2 separate regions of the Mus musculus genome follow, and region 1 is linked to region 2. A link is a contact called in public promoter capture Hi-C data. All regions are on one chromosome and are shown on one strand. Each heading gives the region's core, a stretch centred on a gene start, on an enhancer-like site or on the middle of the called end of the contact. The rest is flanking DNA. Distances are from core to core; before and after follow the strand shown. Region 1 overlaps Gm46414 (a long non-coding RNA gene). Region 2 overlaps Spin1 (spindlin 1).

Region 1 (6,602 bases), core at 3,090-5,589, 180 kb before region 2:
TGACCGTACCGCTTACTTCTGCCTGATGGGGATCAGTCTCTAGAGCCAGAAGGGACACTAAGCAAGCCCGTCACACTCTCCCACAGGAACCAGCCTTCAACCTTGTCACCACACAGTCTACCTAACACCCCACCAGCCAGCCCCCTGTGACCCTGTGCCAGCTTCCTCCCTCAGGATATCAGCTACCCCTAAGAAGCTGTGCTCCAGCCCTTGAGCCCGGCTCAGAATTTTCATCCTCATATTGCTATCTGTTGTCCCCACAAGGCAGCCAGCTGAGCTTCCTCCTCGTCTGTCTGAGTCTAGCTGGGAAGACATGGAAGTGGAAAAGTACAGCCAGGCCTGAATGAGTCCCCCAGCTTTTGTTGAGAATGGAAAGTCCTAGAAATGTCATTGCTCATGGAGACCTTGAGACCACACAGATGGTCTCTTCTCCCTTCCCAAGCTCTGGGAATCCTGATGTCACACATGTCTCTACCTCAGACGAGGCCAAGCCACCCTCCTGCAACAGCAGGTGATGGATCCTGCAGTAGGTTGGGAGGGAGCAAAGAGGGTGTGCCTGGAACACCACCCAGCAAAGGAAACAGAGTTCACATGGTGGCCAGCTCTGGGCTGCTCCCCTCTTCCCTGGCCACAGCAGCTCCCTCTCTGGGTTTCTCCTTTCATACAGGGTCTCCTCCGTGGTCCTCAGCTGGTTAGCAGTGATTCCAACAAAGCAGACCCTCCACAGTCAGACAGAGCTCAGGCATGCAGTTGAACAGGCCCCCTAGGGTGTGCCCCTCTTCCCACAAAGCACATTGAAAGAGCGTGGCTCATAGTGAAGACATTTCGGGAGTTAGGTGAAGGGGTCTCACTGCTGGGAGGAGGGTGACTTCCACTGTGCCATTGCTCACAGGCGGGCAGCTGCAATGTTGGCAATGTTAGCTTTAGACTTTATTTGCCGTGTTCCCACATGTAAACTCAGACTCACAGGCTTTTCTCTCTCTCTCTCTCTCTCTCTCTCTCTCTCTCTCTCTCTCTCTCTCTCTCCCCTGTGTGTTTGTATGTGTGTGTCTCTCTCTCTTGTGCACACACACACATACACACACCCCTTACTTGCTTGTCAGCTGTCTCTGTGTCTCTGTGTGTCTCTCTGATCTCTATCTCTGTCTCTCTGCCTCTCTCTCTTTCTCTCTCTCTCACACACATACATTCACACATAAACACACACATCACACACAAACACACACATCACACACATACACCTTGCTTGCCCGACAGCTGTCTCTTTGTCCCTGTCTCTCTGCCTTTCACTGTCTCTGTCTCTGACTCTCTCTGTCTCTTTGTCTCTCATACACTCACACCCACACCTTGCTTGCCTGTCAGCTGTCCCTCTGTCCATTCTCCCAGAGTTTCTGCCTGTCCTCCTTTCTTTTTTCCTGGGACAAAGCCAAGAACAGGTCTCTCTGTGATCTGCTTAGTAACTGTTCCCTTGAGCCAAGCCAGCCCCTGGGTTCTGTCCTTCCTCCACAGCTACAGAGCGATTGCATCTTCGATTTCACCACGGGTTTGCTGGCATGACTGAGTGTTTACATGGGCAGAGGCTGTGATGGAAGGAAGTTGTGCTCCCTGGAGGACTAAGCCATCCAACCCTGATTCCTTGAGGGGGGAGAAGGAGGAGGAGGAGGAGGAGGAGGAGGAGGAGGAGGAGGAGGAGGAGGAGGAGTCCATCTGAAGACGTGATGTCAGATTATCAACTAACAGGGCAGCTCTACCAGGAGGAAGGTGAGGCTGGAGCAACAACAGGTCAGACAGAGCCGACCCTCCCTCCACGCCATGGCCCAGCTCTGTGAGGTGTGGAGGGGGCACAGTTCCTCCTTGCACAGAAGTTGCACATTAAAGCAATGTGAAGCCATCAATGTAGACAAGGCCTATCCTACAGAAGCCTGAGGGATTAGTGTGTGGAATAGATAAAGAAATGAACGGACAGCACTCAAGAAGATGAAACACAAGCATCCAAACACAGAGAGGCAAAAAAAGTTCATCGTCTTTAGCCATGAGAGAAAAGCAAACCAAACCTGTGTTGCGATCTCTTCTTCACCCCGTCAGTGATCCAGGAAACAATAACTGATTGCATTTCACACTGAGTGCATGAAAGAACCCTTACAACGGGGTGGAGATGTAACAGCCCAGTGACCACAGAAACCAGTGTAGAGGCTCCTTAGAAACTTAAAAATAGAACTTCCATGTGCTCTGGCTAGAACACACCCTGCTATACTCAAAGGAATCTAAGTCCACGTAACATGGAGGTACCTGCATGTCCATGCTCACGGCAACATTGTTCATAGACGCCACAATGTGCTACAACCCAGATGCCCATTAATAGCTGAACCAGTAGGCAAAGCATTTGCCCTACAGGCGTGTTCAGATCCCTGGCACCCATGCTCTTAAGACAAAGCAAAAGGAAGTACTATAGTAGCAGTGTGTGCCTGTAACATTAGCATGGGGGTGGGGGTGGGGACAGAGACTGGAGACCGCGGAACCCTTGGGCTCCATAGCCACTCCAGCTGCATGGGCAAGCTCCAGGTTCAGTGAGAGACCCTGTCTCAAAAAACTGTGGCAAGTGTTTGATGGAGACACCCAAGGTTGACTCTGGTCATTAGGGGCAAAGAAAGAGACATGGCTTGGAGACCTGCACGGTGAGCAGATCATAGCTGTGCTGATTTTAAGATCTGTCCTTACATTTCTTTTTTCTTTTCTTTTCTTTTCTTTTCTTTTCTTTTCTTTTCTTTCCTTTCCTTTCCTTTCCTTTCCTTTCCTTTCCTTTCCTCTCCTCTCCTCTTCTCTTCTCTTCTCTTCTCTTTTTTCTTTTTCTTTTTTTTGTTTTTGTTTTTTTGAGACAGGGTTTCTCTGTATAGCCTTGGCTGTCCTGGAACTCACTTTGTAGGACAGGCTGGCCTTGAACTCAGAGATCCACCTGCCTCTGACTCCCGAGTGCTGGGATTAAAGGCGTGCACTACCATGCCCGTCCTTGTCCTTGCATTTTTAAAACCCACGCACACTGAATGTTTGTGGATGGTGCATTTGTTATCCCCCCTCTTCCCAACCCCCCCCCCCATGTAATAAATACACTGACCAAAGCCACTGGCTCTGGTTTATTCTGGTCCACAGCTCAAGGGTAGAAGTTGTAGTGGTGGGTGACATCATATCTACAGTCAAGGGGGGAATGCTGGCGCAAGGCTTAATTTCACTTTAAAACATACTGTTTTATGTAGTAATGATGGTGGGGATGATGGTGGTGATGATGGTGGTGATGATGATGGTGATGGTGTGTGGGCATGTGTAGTATGAGTATGTAGAGGCCAAATGTCAACTTTATGAAGCCAGTCCTCTCCTTTCTCTGTCGATTCTGACCTGGAGTTGCACCCAGGTCACCAAGCTCTCAGCAGGCTCTCACTGAGCCATTCCACTCACCCTCCTTCTGCATCTTATTAACTACACACATCCACACCCTCACATTTACATACAACACCTCACATACCACTCCATCCTCTGCCCATCCATCCCCTTTCCTCAAAGGCAAAGCAACAGAGCAGGGCCCTGCAGTGAGGAGGCTCTGCAGTGAGGAGGCTCTGCAGTGAGGAGGCTCTGCAGTGAGGAGGCTCTGCAGTGAGGAGGCTCTGCAGTGAGGAGGCTCTGCAGTGAGGAGGCCCTGTAGTGAGGAGGCCTGCAGTGAGGAGGTCCTGTAGTGAGGAAGCCCTGAAGTGAAGAGGCCTGCAGTGAGGAGTCCTGCAGTGAGGAGGCCCTGTAGTGAAGAGGCCTGCAGTGAGGAGGTCCTGCAGTGAGGAGTCCTGCAGTGAGGAGGCCCTGTAGTGAAGAGGCCTGCAGTGAGGAGGCCTGCAGTGAGGAGGACTTGAAGTGAAGAGGCCTGCAGTGAGGAGTCCTGCAGTGAGGAGGCCCTGTAGTGAGGAGGCCTGCAGTGAAGAGGCCTGCAGTGAGGAGGCCCTGTAGTGAGGAGGCCTGCAGTGAGGAGGTCCTGCAGTGAGGAGGCCTGCAGTGAGGAGGACTTGAAGTGAAGAGGCCTGCAGTGAGGAGGCCCTGTAGTGAGGAGGCCCTGCAGTGAGGAGGCCCTGTAGTGAGGAGGCCCTGTAGTGAGAAGGACCTGAAGTGAATAGGCCTGCAGCGAGGAGGCCCGGAAGTGAAGAAGCCCTCAAGTGCTGTGAGGATGAGGCCAAGTAGGTCCCCCTGACCATTCTGGGACTTGCCCTGACCAGCCTGAAGCCTGGGACTCTTCCTCCCCAGCCTCTCACCACCTCTTCTAACCAGACCCACTCAGGGAATTGTAAGAACAGGAAATGGCTGTCCTTCCCGTTGAACTTGCCTGCTCTCTAGTTCTTGGCTGCTCTTAATCCTACCTTCCGGCCTAAGGCTTTGCCTCTTGGGGGTTATGCTCAATATTTTCTGCATAATGACCTGGATTCTGTTACAGGAGTCTCAGAGAGCTCCCACTCCTCAGCTGGTGAAGGAGGGAGGGCTCAGAAAAAAAAAAGACAAACAAGGAGTCCATGCTTTGCTGGAAATGTTAGTTAGGACAGTCTTTAAACTGTGGGAGAAAGAGAGCCAGGGAGTGAGGACATGGCTTTGGTGATGCCACCTCAGAAGGTGAATGACCATTGTGCTGGGAGCAGTCTGGTGAGAAGAGAAACTTGGTGGTTTAAGTTCTGCAGACCGGGAAGAGCTGCAAAGCCATGGAATGCTCTCTCTCTCTCTCTCTCTCTCTCTCTCTCTCTCTCTCTCTCTCTCTCTCTCCTGCAATAGGATCAGACTCATTTGCTTAAGCATGACTATCAGAGCTCTGGGTTCAGATCTACCTCTATAAGCACATAGAGACTGGCTGGGGCAGGACGCCAACCTCTGACCTCCACTCAATGCACACAGGTACACAAACATGCTTTCAAATAGAAGCAAAAGCAGACCCTAAGAATGTGTCGTAGGGATAGGATGTAGCTCACTGATAGAGCGCTTGTCTGGAAAACATGAAGTCTTGGGTTTGTTTTCTAACAGGGAAAACAAACAGCTTTATAAAAGCAAGGTGCTTTTCTGGTTTACATAACAAGTTCCAAGCCAGCCAGGGCTATACAGTAAGACTCTGGCCGACAAAGATAGACAGATAGATAGATAGACAGATAGGTAGATGATAGATAGATAGATAGATAGATAGATAGATAGATAGATAGATAGATAGATAGACAGATAGATGTTTCCTTCCGTTCAGATGTTCATATCTTCTCAGCTGTCCCCTCGATGTTTTCCGAACAGATGCTTCTGAGTTTAAACCTCGGGCTCACCTTTGCTCTCACCTAACCTGGCAGGCACCCTTTGGTCCTTCTACTCTGCCACCTCAGAAAACTGCATTTTCTCTTTCGTTGAACCCTGAGGGTGTCTACCCTTGAGGATGGCTGGCACTGAATGGCAAACAAACTGAATCCGATATAGAGCAGGGTAGAACGGGCATGTAGCTCACCTGTGCAATCTGCACGTGATCCCCTGAAGAAACTGTGTGTGAGTGGTCAAGGTTAACATTTCCAGCTACTCCACAGCTGTGCTGTATATATAAACACACACACACACACACACGCACACACACGCATGCACACATGCACGCACGAACGCACAGAGTAGTGTGTCGGGCCTCGCACGCATGTACGTATGTCAGGCTGGTGTACTTCAACTGTACCATACACTCTAAGGCCCTGAGTTCCATCTCCAGCACCACAAATAAATCTAACAAATCAACTTTGAAATGATTCATACAACCAAGCCTTGCCTACTTTGGTTAGAACACAGTTGGCCAAAATCATCTGGAAGAAAGCTTGCTTTACAGTAGAGTAGTAGAGAAGTCCTGTAATTCATTGACAACTACCATGAAAGCTAACAGAGGTTGTATGCCTATGTTTCTGCGGTGTCAGGAAATTGTCAGATGAGCCACTGTCGAGTGGGTGGCCATCTACGCATTCCACAGTAGAGAACTTTGGTAAAGTAGCACACACGGGAGACTGAAGGGATGGCACAGAGAATTAAAAAGCCTCAAAGAAGGTCTGAATTTGAATCCCCAGCAACCACAAAAAAGCTGGGTGTGGCTATGAGTGTTCCTATAACCCAGTGCTTGGGTTGAGGGTGTCACAGACAGGAGATCATTGGGGCTCAGGGAGATCCTCTCTGGAATAGGTGAGAGTGAACAGGCAGGACACCTAATGCTCCACTCATCCCCCTCACCACCACCATCAGCACATGCATGAACCACACACCACTTAATAAATAAAGTAAGACACACACAGTCCTGCTTCCAAAGCCAGGACCTCGCAGATCTTGGCCTCTTTCAGCCCACACAAGACAAGACTCAGCAGGATGGACTGTACTGCAGGTGACACCCAGTCTCACGGGGACTTCCTTGACTACAGAGCAGGAGGATGCAGCCATCTGCCTGCCCAGGATTCCATGGCAACCGTGTGGCTTGCATGATGGGAGACTTGCAAAGGGTAGCCCGGCTCCCTCTCCCCAGCTTGGCTGCTTCTTCCTGGATTCTGTGCAGAGGGATTTCCAAAGCCCTGGGTTCCATCCCCAGT
Region 2 (6,274 bases), core at 2,372-4,871:
AAGGGAGTTGTGATCTTAAGGCAAGATCCCACCCCAAGTTTAAGCTAAATTTAGGTCCAGGCATGGTAGTACAAGCCTTTAATCCCAGGAGGCAAGCAGATCTCTGAGGTCAAGGCCAGCCTAAACACAAATTCTACGTGAAGAAAAACTTAAATCCAGGCTTGGTGGCCTATACCTTTAATCCCAGCCCTTAGGAGACAGGCATCAGATCTTTGAATTCAAAGTCAGTCTACAGAGCAAGTCCCAGGACAGCCAATCTTGGGCCAAGAACGAGTTGGAATACTGAAAGCTGGTGATAATGTAATAGGACAAGGGGGCCATGTTCCAGCCCCAGCAAGCAGCAGAACTTGGTGGCTTTGGACACACACGTGGCTCTGGCTTTAGAGTACAGAATAGAAGGGACTACTGGGACAACTGATACTGGCTAGTGGTGATTTATTAGAGATCAGCATCACTGAGGTGAAATCTTCTGGGGAGTGTTTTCTGAGAGGACAAAGAAGCTATGTTCCAGAGATTGCCAAGATTGTACCTCGTGCTGCAGCTGTACTTAGTAATGTGGAAGTCACCCAGGTGGTACTGGTTTTGAAAGCATGAAGGGGTTGTGAGAGACCATGGAAGGCCATTGGTGAAAATGCTGCCTCAGTTGCAGTTGATGGCCCAGGACTGAAGGGGTCATGAAAATGAGTTGAGGCTTGGCACCATGAAAAGAGCCTATAAGAGGCTATTGGTGAAGCCTGGTTGTGGCAGAAGACTCCAGCGTATTGGAGATGTCCATAGGATGATCACCAAGAACAGCAGCGGCAATGGAGTGGATCAACCTGAGCTTAGAGTGCTACAAAAGGCAAAGATGGAGAAGTGATGCCTGCCTTTTGGAGGAGCCCAGAAGATAGGCTGATCCCAGACATTGAAACAAAAAGCTATAATACTGAAGTAACCTTGGAGACCCCAAGATCTTTGAGATGCCAGAGCTGTGGACTATCTACTGAGGAAAGTTGCTAACAAGGAGTGGAACTAGCCCAGGAGAAAGAAGTTGGTTGCAGTCAGCAAAGATGAAAAAGGAGTTGAAGATCTGACGACCCCTTTGACATCAGACATGGAAATGCAGAGTTTAGAGTTTGCCCAGCTGGTTTCCTGTCTTGCTTTGAGGGTTACAGTTAAGTGATTGGATGAATCTCAGAAGAGATTTTGAACTTCAGACTTTTAACATTGTTGAGACTGCTATAGACTATGGAGACTTTTGAGGTTGGACTAAATATATTTTGCATTATACTGTTGTTTATGTGTGGCCCCCAAACTCATATGCTTGAACAAGCCTTTGGGGGCCAGGGAGTAAAATACGATGGCTGATATATACTCAGCCCAGGGAGTGGCATTATTAGAAGGTGTGGCCCTGTTGGAGTAGGTGTGTGTCACTGTGAGTGTGGGTTTTCAGGCTCTCATCCTAGCTGCCTGGAAGCCAGTACTCTGCTAGCAGCCTTCAGATAAAGATGTAGAACTCTCAGCTCCTCCTGCACCATACCTGCCTGGATGCTGCCATGCTGCCACCTTGATAATAATAGTCTGAATCTGTAAGCCAGCCCCAATTAAATGTCCTTATAAGAGTTGTCTTGGAGCTGGAGAGATGGCTCAGCGGATAAGAGCACTGACTGCTCTTCCAAAGGTCCTGAGTTCAAATCCCAGCAACCACATGGTGGCTCACAACCATCCGTCACAAAATCTGATGCCCTCTTCTGGAGTGTCTGAAGACAGCTACAGTGTACTTACATATAATAAATAAAAATAAAAAAATAATTTAAAAAAGAGTTGTCTTGGTCATGGTGTCTGTTCACAGCAGCAAAACCCTAAGACACACCAGTTATCAAAAGAGAATAAAGAACCTAAAAACTTAACCTAAGAATTTGTTTGAGAAAATGATATTCAAAGGGTGGCCAAGTCTGAAAACAGAGGCAGGAGAGTCAGGGCTTCAAGGTCAACCTGAACTACACCAGACAATGTATCAAAATCCGAAAAGGAGTAAGATGAAGCTGATATTCTCACTGAAATTCAGCAGTAGGGCTAGAATGGACAGCTACACACTAAAGACATTAGAGTCTGGAGATCTTCAATCATTTGGAGTTTGTAGACTGTGTAGACTGATTACTATGCACAGCAACTGGTCAAAATTTCAGGTGTAACTAATTAACTTCATCACTACTACAGTTAAGAATTTTTCAGAAGAAAGCCAGGTAAGTCCAAAATTAAGTAATACTGAGTTAATGTTTAGAGAGAGAGAGAGAATGAGAGTTCCCCCTAAGGAAAACCAAGATGCCTTTCAGGAAGAACATGGGGGTATGTCTCGTACCTTATTTGCTACACACAAGAACGATCTTGCTCAGTAAGGCAAGGTCCTTTCTCCCATAAGTGACCTGTCTGGACAGAAAGGCATGCAGGCAGCCATTGTTTAGCACAGGAATAGACAGTGCTTTTATATTAGTCTCTCCTTTTCTAATCTGCCCTGAAATTGTGCTCAAATTCCCATACCCCTCAGATAGAGGGGGGCCTTCCCTGTTCTAGTCCCCCAAAATCTACTTGAAATGCCACAACGATGCCTTTCCCACTAAAAGCCCTGGGACTTCAGCCACCAGAATTTTACTCTTGCAGGTTAGATCCTGTTTTTAACTCTATTTTTCATGTCTCCTAGCCTCTCTTTCCTCCTGTTCCTGGTAATTCCCTCATTTGAACGCTTTTCTCATTTGAACGCTTTTCTTAACTTAGTCTTAAAGTAACCAGAAACCAGACTATCACTTGACACAGTATACAGAACAGAGAATGTAAAATATAGCATAGGCCTTTAATTCTAGCATTTTGGAAGCTAAGGTAGGAGGATTGCTAATTCGATGATAACCTAGATTACACAGCAAGGTCCACACAGCAGCCTTAGCTACATAGCAAGAATCTGTCAAAGAAACGAATGTCATCATCAGTGTATTAGCTCTACACCTGAGATGTACAAAAACATGGGCTTGGGTATCTGTCAATCACCTTGTATAATACACAAACCTTTATACATCTTTTGTGGGTATATGTTCTGTTCACAATTATGCCAAATTTCTCTCAGATTTTCGTTTGTACAGTGCAAGACTGTACAATCTTCTGATAACTCACTTCATTACATGTCTAGAAGACTGATGGGGCAGGCTGTGAGAAAAACGCCAGAGGATAGCCCTGGGGCTAATTATATTTGGTGTTAATTCCGTTTCCTGTGAGTCAGCACTCAGGTGATTTCCTGTAAACCTTCTTCCCACCTAAATGTATAAAATAAAGGCTAGAGCCGGTGATTGGGCAGAGAAAGAGGGGAAGGTGGAGCTGAAGGTTTGGGGAGAGAAGAGGAGAGGACAAAGGGAAGAAGGAGAAGAAGGAAAGTGGCCTGGAGAAACCACAAGTTCTAAGGGTCTCTCATATGGGAAAGATAGTAGATCTGCCCAATCTGGGAGCACAGCGTGTATTCATATTAATTGAGTTGTATTTTCATTGCAGGGGCATTTAGAGATTTTCGGCAACAAGGAGGAAGCAGAGGTAGGTCACTGTAGGCTGGACCAGAAAGGCCACTCCCACTGGCCCAACAGCTCCCAAGGTCTCCAGCTCAGCTGACTCTGAGAACCACACACCACTCATTGGAGTTGACTTTAAGGTTTCGGTGCTGTCCAGTCAATACCCTCATCCACCGTAGTGTAGCTTCAGGGTTAGACTTCACTCACTACTGCAGTTGTGAAGCAGAGCAGCTGAAGACCCATGTGTGCAGAAGCAGCACCATGGCTGAGCACACTGCACTGGTTTCTGACCCAGGCACCCTCTAGCCTCTCCACCTCACGAACTAAGTGTAGGCACAGGTGGTGATTGCCCTGGAGGCCCTCAGGGTCAATTACCAACATTGAAAAAAGGAGTAAAATCGGTGATTGTTCACTCAACCATCAGCACAAGGTGAATACCTGTACAGTGGACTAAGAACTTTAAACTCACAGCCTTGAGTTCCTTACAGTTAACTCTAGCCATTGTACTCAGAACCTAGAGAGTGAACTAGAAAAGTAATTAAGGGCAAAACTCAAACAATCTCTGCTTTTCTAGAACTCAACCTTCTTGAGAAAACTAGTCAATGTTATCAAGCAAAGTAACACTACTTTTGAGGACTAAACGAAGAATTGCAGAAACCTGCTCATGACTATAGCATGCACCAGACACATCTCCACTCCAATTCACACCCAACAAAGTAAGGCCTGAGCAAAACATCCAGAGGAAGAGAAGGAATTTTAAATAGAAAAGCAACAAATACCAAGATCCCTGATCTTCCCCTCAGAAGGCAGAAGGAAAGGTACACAGGCTTCCCTCGGGCGGCTTAACCACCAGTGCAAACTGAGGCCGAAAACAGTGTAAACGCCACACTGCTCTGAGTAGCGTTATGAAATCCTGCCCTTTGCTGCCCAGAAGAGTAATAACCCTTCTGCCCACCTACCTATGCAGTACACTAACCACCCACACAGGAATCACTTGGTAGGCACAGGGGGTCTCAGATCCACACTACTGCAGAACCTGCAGGCTCATGTTCCAATCTTATTTTACTTACTAAGAGTACACATACAGTAATGTCAGTTTGGATATGCCAAAGGAAAGTCATAGCATACTTCCTTAAACAAAAAAAGTGGAAATTCCAGACTTAAAGGGAAAAAAACCAAAACAGCAAAACACTAGTATGCCAGAGTTGTCGGGTTCTATGGTAAGAGTGAACCCAGGAGATGGTTCAGTACCTAAGAGCCAGCGCTGCTCTTACAGAGGGCCCAAGTTCAGTTCCCAGCACCTCCTTAAGGTAGCTCACAACTGCTGGTAACTTAAGGAGATGTGATGCCCTCTTCTGGTCTCCACCAGGATCCACAAACACATGACAAAAATACACTATAAGACAAACACATTTCTATGGAAATAAAAATAAATCTTTTTTTAAAAGATCTTTAGATTTAAAATTTTTTTAAAAAATGAGAGTCATGCTAATTTTGCTGTTGAACCTCAAACTACAAAAGTTGGTCAAAGTGAAGAGCCACTAAAGCAGGATGGAAGGCAAGCAAAAACAGCATTTCTACCTGATAACAATCCATTGCTCCACAAAACACTGAAGCAGTACCAAGACTTCACCATGGGTCCCCAGAATCGTTGACATCAAGCAACTCATGGCATAAAAGAAGGAAATTAAAACATGTGCTATTTTCTATTTTCAAAACTCAAACACTAAAGGAACAGAAACATATTACTGGGACAGGCAGGACAGATGACATACCAACAGAGATTGCACTATGACTTCTGAAAACTGTTCTGAATTCTGAATTACATTAATGTTCACAGGGATCTGTTGGGGGGGGGGGGGGGGCGAAGCAAACAGAAACACAGTAAGAAAATTAAAACAGGCATCACGAAGTGGCCAGGTCTGCAATCCCAGAATTTGAGGAACTAAGCCAAGAGGGTCATGAGACCCTGTCTCAAAAAGCCAAACATTAAAAATATTATATGAACTGGTAAAGACTAAGCAAGAATTTAATGCAAATAAACCAAACTTATACCACAACTGAAATTTTTTCAAGGGAGCTTTTACTTATTTATTTGTGTGTGTGTGTGTGTGTGTGTGTTCTCACGACAGTCTCATGATGTGTGGAAGCTTATTTTTCCTTCTACTGTGAGACATAAGGATGGAGCTCAGGTGGTCAAGTCTGCCTAAACAAGTGCTTTTACACTACAGAGTCATCTTACCAAGTCAGCTAATATTTTTAGATGGCTTTCTGGTTCAGAATATCAACAATACAACAGATGTAGTTAAGTTTCTAATAAAGACATAAAGAACTGTCAGTCACAGAGCCTACAGCTGTTCTACTAACTTTATTTCCAAACGACTACATATGCAATTCGGGGGAATGCAATTGCACTGATGTTGCTAAGACTACACATTTCAACATCAAAGAAAAAAAGATGAATTCAATGTGAAACCTGAAAGTACTAACCTTGATTCCAGAGCATCAAAGTGTATGTATGACCCAAGTCAGTTCAACGGACGCGGGACAGTAGCAGTAGCAAGGACAGAACAGAGCCGAGAGGCCCTAAACTCCACTCCCAACCACAGGTGCTAAAACTACATAAGCATTGGGGAGGAAACTAAACTTGAACCCTAGACATCTCCCGGTAGAAAAGAAAAACTCACATGTCTAACATTAACACACATATCAAGTGAAGGCCCACTATGCTCTCAAGTTGGGAC

What was found. Promoter capture Hi-C pulls out the DNA fragments that hold promoters and counts their contacts.
Region 1: a promoter capture Hi-C map of liver shows a contact between it and region 2, with 2.2 times the contacts expected there. The contact joins two enhancer-like sites. A contact is called at or near these places in 5 of 39 promoter capture datasets (the C10 cell line, cranial neural crest, hippocampal neurons and 2 more) and 4 of 484 Hi-C or Micro-C datasets (muscle stem cells, olfactory sensory neurons, pre-B cells and 1 more).

Annotation. Positions count from the first base shown.
Region 1 is chr13:51,290,973-51,297,574 of GRCm38.p6, reverse strand. All of the region lies in intron 2 of Gm46414 (a long non-coding RNA gene), which reads right to left. Among named protein-coding and RNA genes, the nearest start is that of Gm46414, 86 kb to the right of the region's middle. Within about 2 kb of position 4,339, at least 12 of the 459 cell types and tissues checked have an H3K27ac peak or open chromatin away from gene starts, as enhancers often do. A contact at or near this core is called in liver, where this site is marked.
Region 2 is chr13:51,107,353-51,113,626 of GRCm38.p6, reverse strand. The region is part of intron 1 of Spin1 (spindlin 1); the gene reads right to left. Among named protein-coding and RNA genes, the nearest start is that of Spin1, 9.6 kb to the right of the region's middle. Within about 2 kb of position 3,621, at least 14 of the 459 cell types and tissues checked have an H3K27ac peak or open chromatin away from gene starts, as enhancers often do. A contact at or near this core is called in liver, where this site is marked.